2 separate regions of the Zea mays genome follow, and region 2 is linked to region 1. The links are chromatin contacts, called in public Hi-C maps. All regions are on one chromosome and are shown on one strand. The core of a region is the stretch at or near the end of the contact, and the rest is flanking DNA. Distances in the headings are between cores, read along the strand shown. Region 1 holds the start of LOC100280588. Region 2 holds the start of LOC103639093.

Region 1 (5,766 bases), core at 2,387-4,886:
GTTCCTGCAGCGACCGACGACGGAGCACAAGCAGGCTGTGAAGAGAATCATCCTCTATGCTGTGGGGAGTCTCGACTACGGTCTCTACTACCCGAGGTGCCCTAGGGAGCCACACCTTGTCGGGTACAGCGACAGCGACCATGCTGACGACATCGACGCCAGCAAGAGCAAAGCGGGATCCTCTTCTTTCTCGGTAAGTGCCCCATCAACTGGCAGTCGGTCAAGCAGCAGGTGGTGGCCATGTCCAGCTGTGAGGCCGAGTACATAGCAACCTCCACCGCTTCAACTCAGGCACTCTCGCTTGCTCTACTGCTCGATGATCTCCTCGGGGAGAGACACTAGAGCAGTGGAACTCAAGGTGGACAGCCAGTCCACTCTGGCTTTGGCCAAGAACCTCGTGTTCCATAAACGGAGCAAGCACATCCGGGTGAGATACCACTTCATCTGAGACTTCTTGGCAGAAGGGAACATTAAGACACGCTATATCAGCACCAAAGATCACCGAGAAATAAACGAAAAAATTGTCCCAACTCATAGTGTCGTCCTCTCGATGGGAGTAAGGGGGTAGGGCTAATAGTTAGCGGCAAAATTAGTTGAGACATCCAAACACCTAGCTAATAGTTCAACTATTAGCTATTTTTAGTAAATTAGTTAATAGTTAGTTAGCTATTTGTTAGCTAGCTAATTCCACTAACAATTTTTAGCCAACTAACTATTAGTTCTAGTGCATTCAAACACCCCCTAAGAGTCTCGTTGTTTACACTGGCTGGGGCAATAGCCCTCAGAAGAATGGCCATAGTTTCTTCTGGGTGGTTGTTTGTGTTTTTCCTGTCCTTCATGTTTTTCCTTTCTTTATATGGCTGCCAAAATGGCGCCTTGTGTTCGGTCTACTTTGGACCTTTCTCTTTCTTCTTAGTTCTTAATATAATTAATGTGTAGTTCTCCTACGTATTCGAGAAAAAATAGTAGAACACTATGATGGAGCATGCATACAATGCCTGCCAAGTATTGCCCTGTTTTCTAAGCAATAATATTCCAAAATGTCAGGTTATGCCTGGCCTAGCTTACAAAATTTGTTCCGCCATATCATATTGTAACATATATGCCTCTAAGCAATACTTTTTCATTTCTTAATGATACTAGAAAAGCGAAAGGGCCTCCAACTAAGTTGGCTAGGTGGATCTAGTAGCACTCCTAAGGTCCTAGGTTCAACTCCAAGTGGGAGCTAAATTTCAGACTAAGCCAATCCTGGTCATGCATATTCTCACATGGGTGATGACACCATGTATCTGATGTCCTAACGGAGAAGTTTGTATGATTCCAAGGAAATGAGCCCACGGAAGAGAGATGCTCAGGACCGCATATACAAGATAAGGTAGAGCAATTTTGTGATCTGGCTCCTTACTTTTCTAAGAATTCCTAGAAACTTCCTTACTACTGATTGCTTATATTCTGCCCCATAGAAGTTATATTTTCTCACACGATACTAACAGATATACTTTTGTTTGTTGTTTTTGATCTCATATCCTCCTATCTGGCACTATAGCAATAAGAATTACACACATGATGGTGCTTATTTCATATAGTTAGTCACTTACATATACAATAGTATATACTGGCGTAAATGCCTAGGAAACACCTAGGCACGTCTAAGCTCTATGTGGAGGGTCACCACCTAGAGAGCACCTAGTGCCTTTTGTAATTGTAATCTTTAATAAAATATAAATTAGTGTGAACAATACCTATAGAAGTTTTAAGTTCTGAACTCTGAAATACAACAGATAAGGAACCAAAGATTTCATCTTGTTTGCCTGTGCCACACCACTGGTTAACAATTATAGTTGCCATTTGAATGCAAAAAAGTAAATACCTCATGTTCCGGTAGCATGATTATATGCAGCTTACAGCTAAAGAGGGAAAGGGCCTTTTGCACAAATCCATAAGGAGGGCAATGGTTTCTTTGAAATAGAATGGAATCATAAGAGGTATTTATTTCAATTGGATGTAGTGTTTTTGCTTTACTTTTGGGCAGTTATTGCTTCTCAAGTCTGCTTTGTAGTTGCATGTAATTTAAAAGATCATGTGATCTTGAAGACCACTATTTCCATTTCTTACACTGTTTCGCAGTACACAGACAAGATGAATCATGTGCAGCTGCAGTTTAGAAAATACACAGCAGTTGAGTTTCATGCTATGTTACTTTATAATGTTCAAAGACAAAAGTAACTGTCCTTCGAAAAGAATAAAGTGACATATTCCCTGGTATAAATACAAAAAAAGATAACAATTATCTCCTGCTAGAATGACAGCAGTTATACAGGTTAAGACACATACCACCGTGGTATTGCCTGGGGCAAACTAACGTATTCACTCTAATTCAGAAAACCTTCTCTAGCTACAAATATAACACGACGTATGAATGTCAGTCTGGGGTAGTCAACAACTCAACATCATTTCTATATTGTCCACTATGACATCAATAACATCAAAGTTTGGACAACAAAGATTGAGTATTTCTAATTTTTTATTCGAGTTCAGTGATGACTGCTTCCCTAGACACCAGAGAAACATGCATTCCTATAAACAAGATTGGTTCATCTATAATATATAATTTATTTATTTATTTCAGAGTGCAGAGATCTAAAGACGACTCACTGTTCTGATTCATTAATTGGCAGCACCATCAAACATAAGGAGTATGGCCAGATCTAGATCCAATGTCCAACAATGTACTACTGAGTATTGAGTACAGAGAATCATAAACTACTCCATGTCCCGATCAAGAAGTCCACGGTCTACGAACAGTGGTCGGAGCGAGCACCTAACATCCTAGATCTCGCTTGACTATTCATCACCACCAAAATATTAAAAGCCAATGGATCCATAGATTGCACACTCATGTCCATTTAGCTAGCATGTATTAAGCGCACGTCTGCGAGATCCCCTAGCGCAACTAGACATTTCGTATCAGAACCAGATATTCGTCAAAATGAGAGAGAAAGAAAAAGAAAACACAAGTGGATCTAACTAGAACAAATCTGTTGTGGAATCGAACAAGTTACACGTGCAATGTTGTCATGGACGAGGAGGACGAGCGCTAACCTTCTGCACAAACCAACACTAAACATGCAGCCGACTTTGTAGTTTAAGGACGTACGAGGCTCGACGCCATTCTCACACGCCCAGAGCAGTAAAGCGCATCCAAACAACACTCCGTTGAACCAAACAGTATGTACACAGCCAGATCCAGAAGGGGAGGGGGGAAGTTTATTCGAATTCAGCAAGCATATCAGTAGCATAGCAAAGCCATACGAGAGGGAGGGAACGGTGAGGCGTCGAACCGGCAATGTAGGTGGATGCGGGGGTCTCGAAGCCCGCGCGGCAGTTGTCGCACCAGACGCGGCCGCGCACGACGAAGCTCGCCTGGAGCGGGCGGAGGTCGCGAGACGCGGAGGACGGCGCCGCTGCAAGCAGAGCCGCCGCGAGCAGCGACACCACGAGCAGGAGGGACGGGCGGAGGGATGACATTGCCTTCGCCGCCGTCACCGACACGAGTGGCTCTGCGGCTGAGAGAGCGAGAGCGGGGAAGGATGCGAATGCGTGGGATGACGGCCTGCGGGCGGTGCGTGTGAAGCGTGAAGAGGAATAATGGTCGCCCCGAGTCCGCGTGGTGGGGCAGCGTGGAATTATGTCGGCATGTGGAGGGCGGTGTGCGCGCACCGCACGGTGAGTCGGTGACAGCCATATTAACAAAAAAAAAAATCCAACGCATTTTCTCTTCATTAATTGTGTAGAAGTAGCATTTGATTGGTTGGGAGGTTAACGAGACCTAACACATTGATCACATTTCGTACTTCACCATGGCTGAAGGCAATGCACTAGTAGACGTGGAAACGGATCGAATACGCACGGATACGAATTTGAATGTTACAGTTTACTATATTTTAGTACGGATTCGAATACAAATTCGAATATCTTCGGATGCGAATACAAAACGGATAGTCAAATCCGAATTCTTATTCGGATATTTACTCAATTCAACTCAAACAACATACCATAAAATTTAACATATGTATATGTGGATTTTTATTTAAGTACAAGTTTATAGATAGTCAAAACAAACTTAAATTAAAATAGATTTCTTATGATACTCCATATCCAAGTTAACAAAACTATATAAATAATATTTTTAAACTATCGAATCATGTAACAAAAGGTAAACAACAACACGCGATATTTAATAAGTGACATTTGTACAAATACAAGTAAACTAAAATTGATATCAAATGTGTGTACCAAAACTTAAATGAAAACATGAAGAAATTTATCTATATATTGTAAAGTGGAGAGTTACAGTTGAATGTTTATGGAACTTCGTTGAGATGTGTTCTCTAAGATAAAGTGGAGAGTTATAATTGAATGTTTATAAAATATATTGAATTTTATTATTGAATATCGCTAGAAATATAAGGTTGATATATTTAGTTATTTATCATACAAATATTTTTAAAATATTTTAAATGATATATATCATTTTTCTAGTATATTATTAAACTTAAAATCATTTGTAATTGGTAATTAGTGATAAAGTTAAGTTTTAAATGATTTCATGAACATATTTTTTCACGAATACAGATAGTATAGGATGTTTCATGGTTTTTTTAATACGAATATGGAATCTGATAGAGAAAAGTACTATAAATCGAATTCAGATACATCGATTTGATATCTGTATTGAAATCGAATACGGATACGGATATCCATATTAGTAGTTTTAGTAAATATAAATATGAATACAGATAATTCGGATTTCTAGACATCCATTTCCAGCCCTATGCACCAGCCAATCACATCGATCGAGCGTCCACACGATATCAGATAGAGTAAATGTTATATTTGGTGCATGAGCTACACACTCTATAATTTAGAGGAGGGTGTAGCGTACGTTGTTGGAGCAAAAAACGAGACCACCAAACGGTTTACAGTTTGTTGCTGGACATAGTCTAAGGCTGTTTTCAGCAACGTCCCCTAAATTTGATCCCCTAAAGGAATATTTTTTGTCCTTTACAGCACTCTCTAAAATATTATGTACTCTATATCTTCTTCATCTCCAGCAATATCCCCTAAATTTCATCCTCTATATCAACAGTGTACTAGATTTGACATTCTATATTATTTTTTACTACTCGTCACCACGTGACCGTACAGACACAAAAAGGTGTACAGTGTATAGAGCACCCTCTATAGATAGGGGACGCATGCCATCCTCTAAATTTTAGAGGACGCTTTAGAGTTCCTTGCTGGAGGGATAAAGGACCTGACCGTCCTCTATATTTAGAGTACAAAACCTTTACAGTCTCCTGCTGGAGACAGCCTAAGACCGGCTCCAGCAAGATATTTTAAAAGCTCCTCTACCCTAAATATAAATGATTAAATGTTCTCCTACACTCTCCAGCAGCGTTCTCTAAATGGTCCTCTAAATTTAGAGAACGCGGCTAGTTTCTCTATATATAAAGTTTCTCTAAACGATCCTCTATCCATTTGAATACTTTAAATAACCGGTTTAGCAAAACTAAAATATGTACAATACATTTAAGAGTATGACAAATACGTATGTACAAAAATAAAAAAATAAAAATGTCTCTAATATAGGTATTTGTGTATAGAGGACGTGATTTACAAGATGTTGTTAAAGAGGAAGAAGATAGAGATGATGAGATCTTTTAGAGAAGACTGTAAAGGACGGATATAAAGTATGAATATAGA
Region 2 (6,167 bases), core at 3,169-5,668, 510 kb before region 1:
CATTATCGGAAAATAGTTTGGTCTGTTGGCATCGTGGAGAAAGTTATATTGCGTTGGAGGCGTAGAGGGGCTGGCTTACGTGGGTTTCGGTCTACAGAAGGTTCAGTGGAGAGCAGCAATGGCGGAACGAGTAGCAGTTCAATCCAAGATAAGCCTTCTGGGGATGATTATGATTTTCTGCAAGAAGGACGAAAACAGACTGAAGAACGGCTCCAGAAAGCTCTTGCGAGAGTGAAGTCCATGGCTCAATACCCAGAAGCAAGAGATCAGTACCATAGGATTTTGACTGTTGTGTCAAAAATGCAGGAGTCTCAGGTCTCAGATCCGCACACTGATTTATTCTTTGAAATCTTTAACTGTATTTGACCATGAACTCCTTTCCTTTCTGTCGATTTCTAATCCAAATGAGAGGTGAATACTGTATTGAAACACTGATACCGTTTTTGGCTGACAGGCTATGGAAGAAAAGATGCTGGAGGAGTCAGCAGGGATGGACTTCATGAGTGAATTCAAGGAATTGTGGGATGACGACACACCTATACCTGGTTATATTTAGTTTTCAAACCTACTTTGTTGGATTTCTCTGTAGATTGCCTCCTTTGTCTTGAGTGCTACTGAATTGATGGCGCACATAGCTGATAACCCGAAGTAGCGTTGCTGGAGCAGTGGAGCATGACCTGACATGCTTGAATTTGGACTTAGATGTAGTATTTCATTTGCCTTATGTACAGTAGAATGTTCTCTACATTTGAGGAAGCCTTGTATTTACTGTGTGAAATCGGTGTAAAGAGTTTGACATTAGAGATCTTACCAGATGACTTAACGGTTGCATGTGTGGCGTGCAGTCCAGAAGTTAGGAATTTGACCCGTCGTGGCTTTCTGAACCGATCAAAGGCTGTGGCCGTGCTCATCATCTACTACCACCATCGCCTCGGCCAGAACCACGCCGCTCGCCTAGCTAGCTGGGGTTTGAATGACTTTCGACGCCATGGACTCCCTTCGGCTCTAGGAGCCATCCTCTTGCTCTTCTCTGCGTCTGCATGTTAACAGCACTAGCCTCTTGAACTCAACTAATAACAGCAAGGTACTAGAATGGAAGAGAATCTGGGTACAAGAGAGATAAAGCTGGGGAAGATGAACAGACTAGAGAATGGAGGAAGATGAACAGACTAGAGAACAGAGGAAGATGAACAGTAAAGAGGTTCTCTGTTGATTCCTTGATATCCATCGCCTGTGCAGCTTCTCCATTTTATAGCACAGAATACCCCCACTTGCCTCCTTTCAAGGGCCCACATGACAGTGTACTGACATTCCCCAACGCTTAAAATGCGGCTTGCCCCCAAGCCGCTGACCCTTATCGTCAAGTTGCCGGAGGCCCTGCACAAATCCAATCGCTCAACTCCATAGGTGGAGGCCATGGTTGCTTAATTCCACTCATGAGACTAGCTCTTGCAGCTTCCTCAAGATTCTCGGGAAAGCCAAAAACAGCACCACTATTAATGGATTTGAAGAGCTGAACCTTCTGTGCGTCTCTCTGCTCCAAAATGCTATAGGTGACAGTATTTCTCCTGGCCGTCTCGACGTGCACATCGGGGCCGCGGAATGAGCCGCCTGGCTTGGCGAAGATGTTGTCGTACTTGTCGACGTTGAGCACCTTGTGGCCGCCCATCTTGACCCACAGGCGCTCGCCGGCCTGTTCTAGCTTAACCACTGTTTCCATGCTCGTCGTCCATGCTGCCATTGTCATCCCCTCACCAATGCGATCGTCAGCCTCGTTCTCAACGATGGACAACCGTCGCACTTCGGAAAGATTATTCGCTGCTGACTCAGTGCAGAAGTTCTCATGGTCATACACGTCCTTCGCGAAGGAGCAGATCATGATGGGCATCCTGGCTCCCGCGGCTCCATTGCTTCCGACCGTGAGACGGAGCAGGCCTCTTCCGACCAGCTCGTCGAAGCAACGCTCCGCGGCCTCTGTCAGCTGCACCTTCGTCCTCGCATCTCCACCTTCTTCAGCGTGGGAAAAGTAGCCCAGGAACATGTCGTGTTCTATGACGCCGGTGATCTGAAGCAGACGATCACTGATGCCGCGCAGGTCGCCGCGGATGCCGTCCTCGACGATGTAGTTGTCGTTGTCGGTGATGATGTACTGTTTCGAGTCTTCTTTCCCGTTGGCGGCGGCGGCGGGAACAGACCTCCGCCTGGTGTGGGATCCAGGCAAGCCGTCGAAGAGGCCGCAGATGAGTCCCAGCGCGTGGAGCGCGTCGAAGGGGATGACCTCGATGGGGTTGGCGCCCATGCAGCCGAGGCGCGACACGAGCTTGGACGCGTCGACGATGACGATGAAGTGAGCGCCAACGCCCACGATCATCTTCTCGCGGAACAGCGAGCCGCCGCGGCCCTTGACGATGGAGACGATGAATTCGGCCCTCTTTCCACTGGTCTTCAGTGAAGCGGCCGTGTTGTGGCCGTAGTTGGTGCCGCGGTTGAGGACCCTCATCGAACACTTGGTGAGCGTGTCGAAGGGTACATCCTCCTCAATGCTTGAGGTAGTTGGTGCTGCACGGCGCGCTCGCAGATCGCCTGGCGCTCGTCCTGCCAGAACTGCGCCACGAAGTAGCAGATGTAGGGGAAAGGGATGTCGGCGACCACCCACCCCTCGAGGATGCCCAGGGTGAGCAGCTCCATCCGCGGAACGGACGCACGGTTGAACGTGAACTCGCACGTGTCCAACGGAAACTGCGACAACTCCGGAGCAGAGTGCTCCTCCAGCGTGTCCGCCAGCGACAAGCTCGCCACGGTGAGTAGCTGCAAACCCCATGCATGCTCCATCTGAACCCATCATCACCAGGGACGAAGTGGATCGACATAGGCGCCATGGCTGCTGGGTTGCGACCTCTGCTCCGGTCTCATCTCTAGGAAGTTCGTGCGTCGCCACAGCCTCCACCTTGTCGGCAATGGCACCGCCCGATTCCTGCTCGACACCTCCTTCTTCGTCCAGAGTTTGGCGTCGGCGGTGGTCGACGGACGCCATCAACCTATTGTCGGGTGCAGGGGCCCTGTTGGTGGCCTCACAGGTGGGCGTGAGGTAGGATTGCTCGGATCTGTCGTCGGAGGAGGAATTGCGTCCCCTTGCGGGCCGCTCGTTGCAACGGCCAGCAAGCGCTCTAGCACCGGCTCCCGCCATGGCCTCGTCGCGGTACGATTCGTAGACGATGGAAGGATGCGACGGAGGGTTCGCCACGTCGCGGAACGGCTCGTCCACCTCCTCAGCTTGCGGCTGCAGCAGCTTGGCGAAGCGCCAGTCGAGTCGAGCCTCGGCCGCGTCGCGGTACGACTCGTAGACGATGGAAGGATGCGACGGAGGGTTCGCCACGTCGCGGAACGGCTCGTCCACCTCCTCAGCTTGCGGCTGCGGCAGCTTGGCGAAGCGCCAGTCGAGTCGAGCCTCGGCCGCGTCGGCGAGCAGCACCGCCGCCGCGTCGACGGTGGAGGAAGTGTATGGACCGTAGTAGTCGCCACGGTTGGAAACGTAGTAGTCGCTGCGGTTGAGGACTCTCATCAAACACTTGGCGGGCGTGTCGACAGGTACCTCCTCCTCCTCCACTAGATCTGGGACAGCGCCCACGTCACCAAGCGCGCCTACGGCCGTATCGCCAAAAACTGGCTCTACGGGCCCTTCGCCGGTGTTGATGAAGAAGCTGTCGGCGTCCGCATCGTGTGGTGCGTCGGGGTCGGTGGAGGATGGACCGTACCAGTGGTCGGCGAACTCGGTGTTGACATTCGCGACCTCGCCATCAAATAATCCTCCCCAGTCGTCGGCGATGACGGATGGCGCTGTGCAGTACCGCTCGCCGTCATCGAAGCATCCGCCCCAGTTGTCGGCGATGACGACGGCCCCAACGGCCGCAGCCCGGGTGGACGGCGCGCGGGCAGATGCGTCGGAGGAGGGGTGGTTGACGCTGGGCGGGGTGGGCGGTTGGTCGATGTACGCGGCAGACGAGAAGCGTCGGTCCCAGCGAGTCTCCCACTCGTCGAACCTCCTATTAAACTCGTCGAGGATGAGCTTGACGTTGAGAGTCATGGCGTTGGCAAATTGAAGTCGAGGATCGAACGCCTCTGATACCACTTGTTAACAGCACTAGCCTCTTGAACTCAACTAATAACAGCAAGGTACTAGAATGGAAGAGAATCTGGGTACAAGAGAGATAAAGCTGGGGAAGATGAACAGACTAGAGAATGGAGGAAGATGAACAGACTAGAGAACAGAGGAAGATGAACAGTAAAGAGGTTCTCTGTTGATTCCTTGATATCCATCGCCTGTGCAGCTTCTCCATTTTATAGCACAGAATACCCCCACTTGCCTCCTTTCAAGGGCCCACATGACAGTGTACTGACACTGCATGCCACGGTTCTCGATTTATGAGTCAGGCTAGTTTGGGAATCACAAAATGGTTCTCGATTTATGAGTCGGGCTAGTTTGGAAACCACAAAATCGAAGTAAATTAGAGGCTAAAATTTTCTTATTGAAAATTAAATAAGGAGATTTTAGTCTCTCTAATCCCTTCTAATTTACGGGCGTCTAAACTAGTCCTTCATGTGGTTGTGGCAGAAGGAGTGGAGGAGAAGCTGCTGGAGTTGCCTTGAGTGTGCAGCCGGCCGCGGCACGACCGTAGTGTCCTCTACTGCCATGGTGATTAGATGGACTGAGAAACGGGAGCACGACATGTTAGGGCTGATTGTGTGGATATGGCTTAGGTTGTGTTTGGATCCACCCTAGTCTTTTAAAAATTGGTTTCTATATTTGGTTTCTAAAAACTACCTTTTGACAAAAACTAGCAGAAGGTGTTTGGATCACCTAGTTTCTTAAAAACTGGTTTTAGCTGGGGAGACCAGCTTCTTGGTTTTTAAGAAACTGATAAACTAGTTTTTAGAAACTAAATAAAAAACTGACCTATTTGGAGACCTTTCAGCTTTTAAAAACCAGTTTCTAAGAAACTAGGTGGATCCAAACAGGGCCTTAGTAGATTGAGGCCTTGTTCGTTTGTGCCGGATTGGTGGGTCGGAACAATTCCTAACCGGATCGCTTCTCTAATTTATATAAACTTTGATTAACTGGAACGGTTCCGGTGCAATCGGACACAAACAAACGAGGCCTGAGTAAGGATTAAGAAAAAGGTTTGGGAGGGATTAATGGATTGTATTGGGCTGGATTAAGCCCTAATCCTAGATTCACTCGTGGGCCTTATTAGACACTATAAATCTTGTATCCGAATAACAGAAAAGGGAATCGAATCATTAAAAGGATTAGCCACATACCTGTGTTCTTCCTCACCTCTGATGAGGTTTACCTGAGTAGATCCACCTAGATCAGGAGAAGAGAGCTCACACCTCGGTTGGTGATACCGTGGGCCAAGGGCCATAACAAGTAGTATCAAAGTCTTTGATCCCTGGAAGTCATCAAGACGATGCCAAATTTCAAACCATCTGCTCAAACCCGGTTAATGCTGGAGGCAATGGTGTCTATAGAGCAGCGAGGGGAGGAGAAGTGGGAGCAGATGATGAAGGTGCTGGACCATTTGGGGAAGAAGTTGGAAGGGGTGGAAGCTGGTCAACAATGTCTGGAAGGTCAAGCTGAACTTGCAGCAACGGTGGCAAAAAAGGCAGAGGAGGAACACACCATCCTGGCCAGCCAGATAGAGGAACCTGGTAAGGTGGTGGCGCGTTTATAGTTGGAGGTGATGGCTAGAGAGTTGGAAGAAATAGGCTCTAGGTCATTAGGAGGGGCCTGATCAGGGTGATCAAAAAGAGGAGAAAGAAGAGCAAATTCCAACTGGTTCAGAGATGTTGGAGATCAGGGTGCAGGAGGACATGGATAACCAGCACAACCCAAGTACTCTTTCCCCAAGTTCCAAGGGCGGATCCTAGAATTTGGTTAGAGAAATGTCAAGACTACTTCACCATCTACCAAGTTGTTAAGGCAGTTTGGGCAATATCTGCAGCCATGTACATGGAAGGCAATGTTGTGATGTGGCTACAAGTGCACAAGATGAAGCATGGATTGGGAAATTGGATGCAATTCTCTAGAGATGTCAATGCAAAATTTGGGGTGGAGGAGTATTCCCAAGTCGTGAGGCATCTCTTGAATTTATATCAGAATAATTAAG

Evidence for each region. Hi-C and Micro-C count contacts between places; a contact is called where the count stands out from the background.
Region 2: a Hi-C map of leaf shows a contact between it and region 1, with 4 times the contacts expected there. The contact joins the promoter of LOC103639093 here to the promoter of LOC100280588 in region 1. A contact is called at or near these places in 12 of 25 Hi-C or Micro-C datasets (bundle sheath, ear, endosperm and 5 more) and 1 of 3 datasets of contacts at active chromatin or transcription factors (leaf).

Annotation. Positions count from the first base shown.
Region 1 is chr1:141,679,081-141,684,846 of Zm-B73-REFERENCE-NAM-5.0, reverse strand. LOC100280588 reads right to left here and starts at 3,636. Exons shown (of 2, transcript NM_001153507.1): 1 at 3,342-3,636. The coding sequence starts at 3,528.
Region 2 is chr1:142,186,391-142,192,557 of Zm-B73-REFERENCE-NAM-5.0, reverse strand. LOC103639093 reads right to left here and starts at 4,418. Exons shown (of 1, transcript XM_008661897.4): 1 at 1,054-4,418. The coding sequence starts at 4,084. The coding sequence ends at 1,361. LOC100501241 (calmodulin-binding transcription activator 3) reads left to right here. Exons shown (of 13, transcript XM_008661880.3): 12 at 1-315; 13 at 455-844. The coding sequence ends at 556.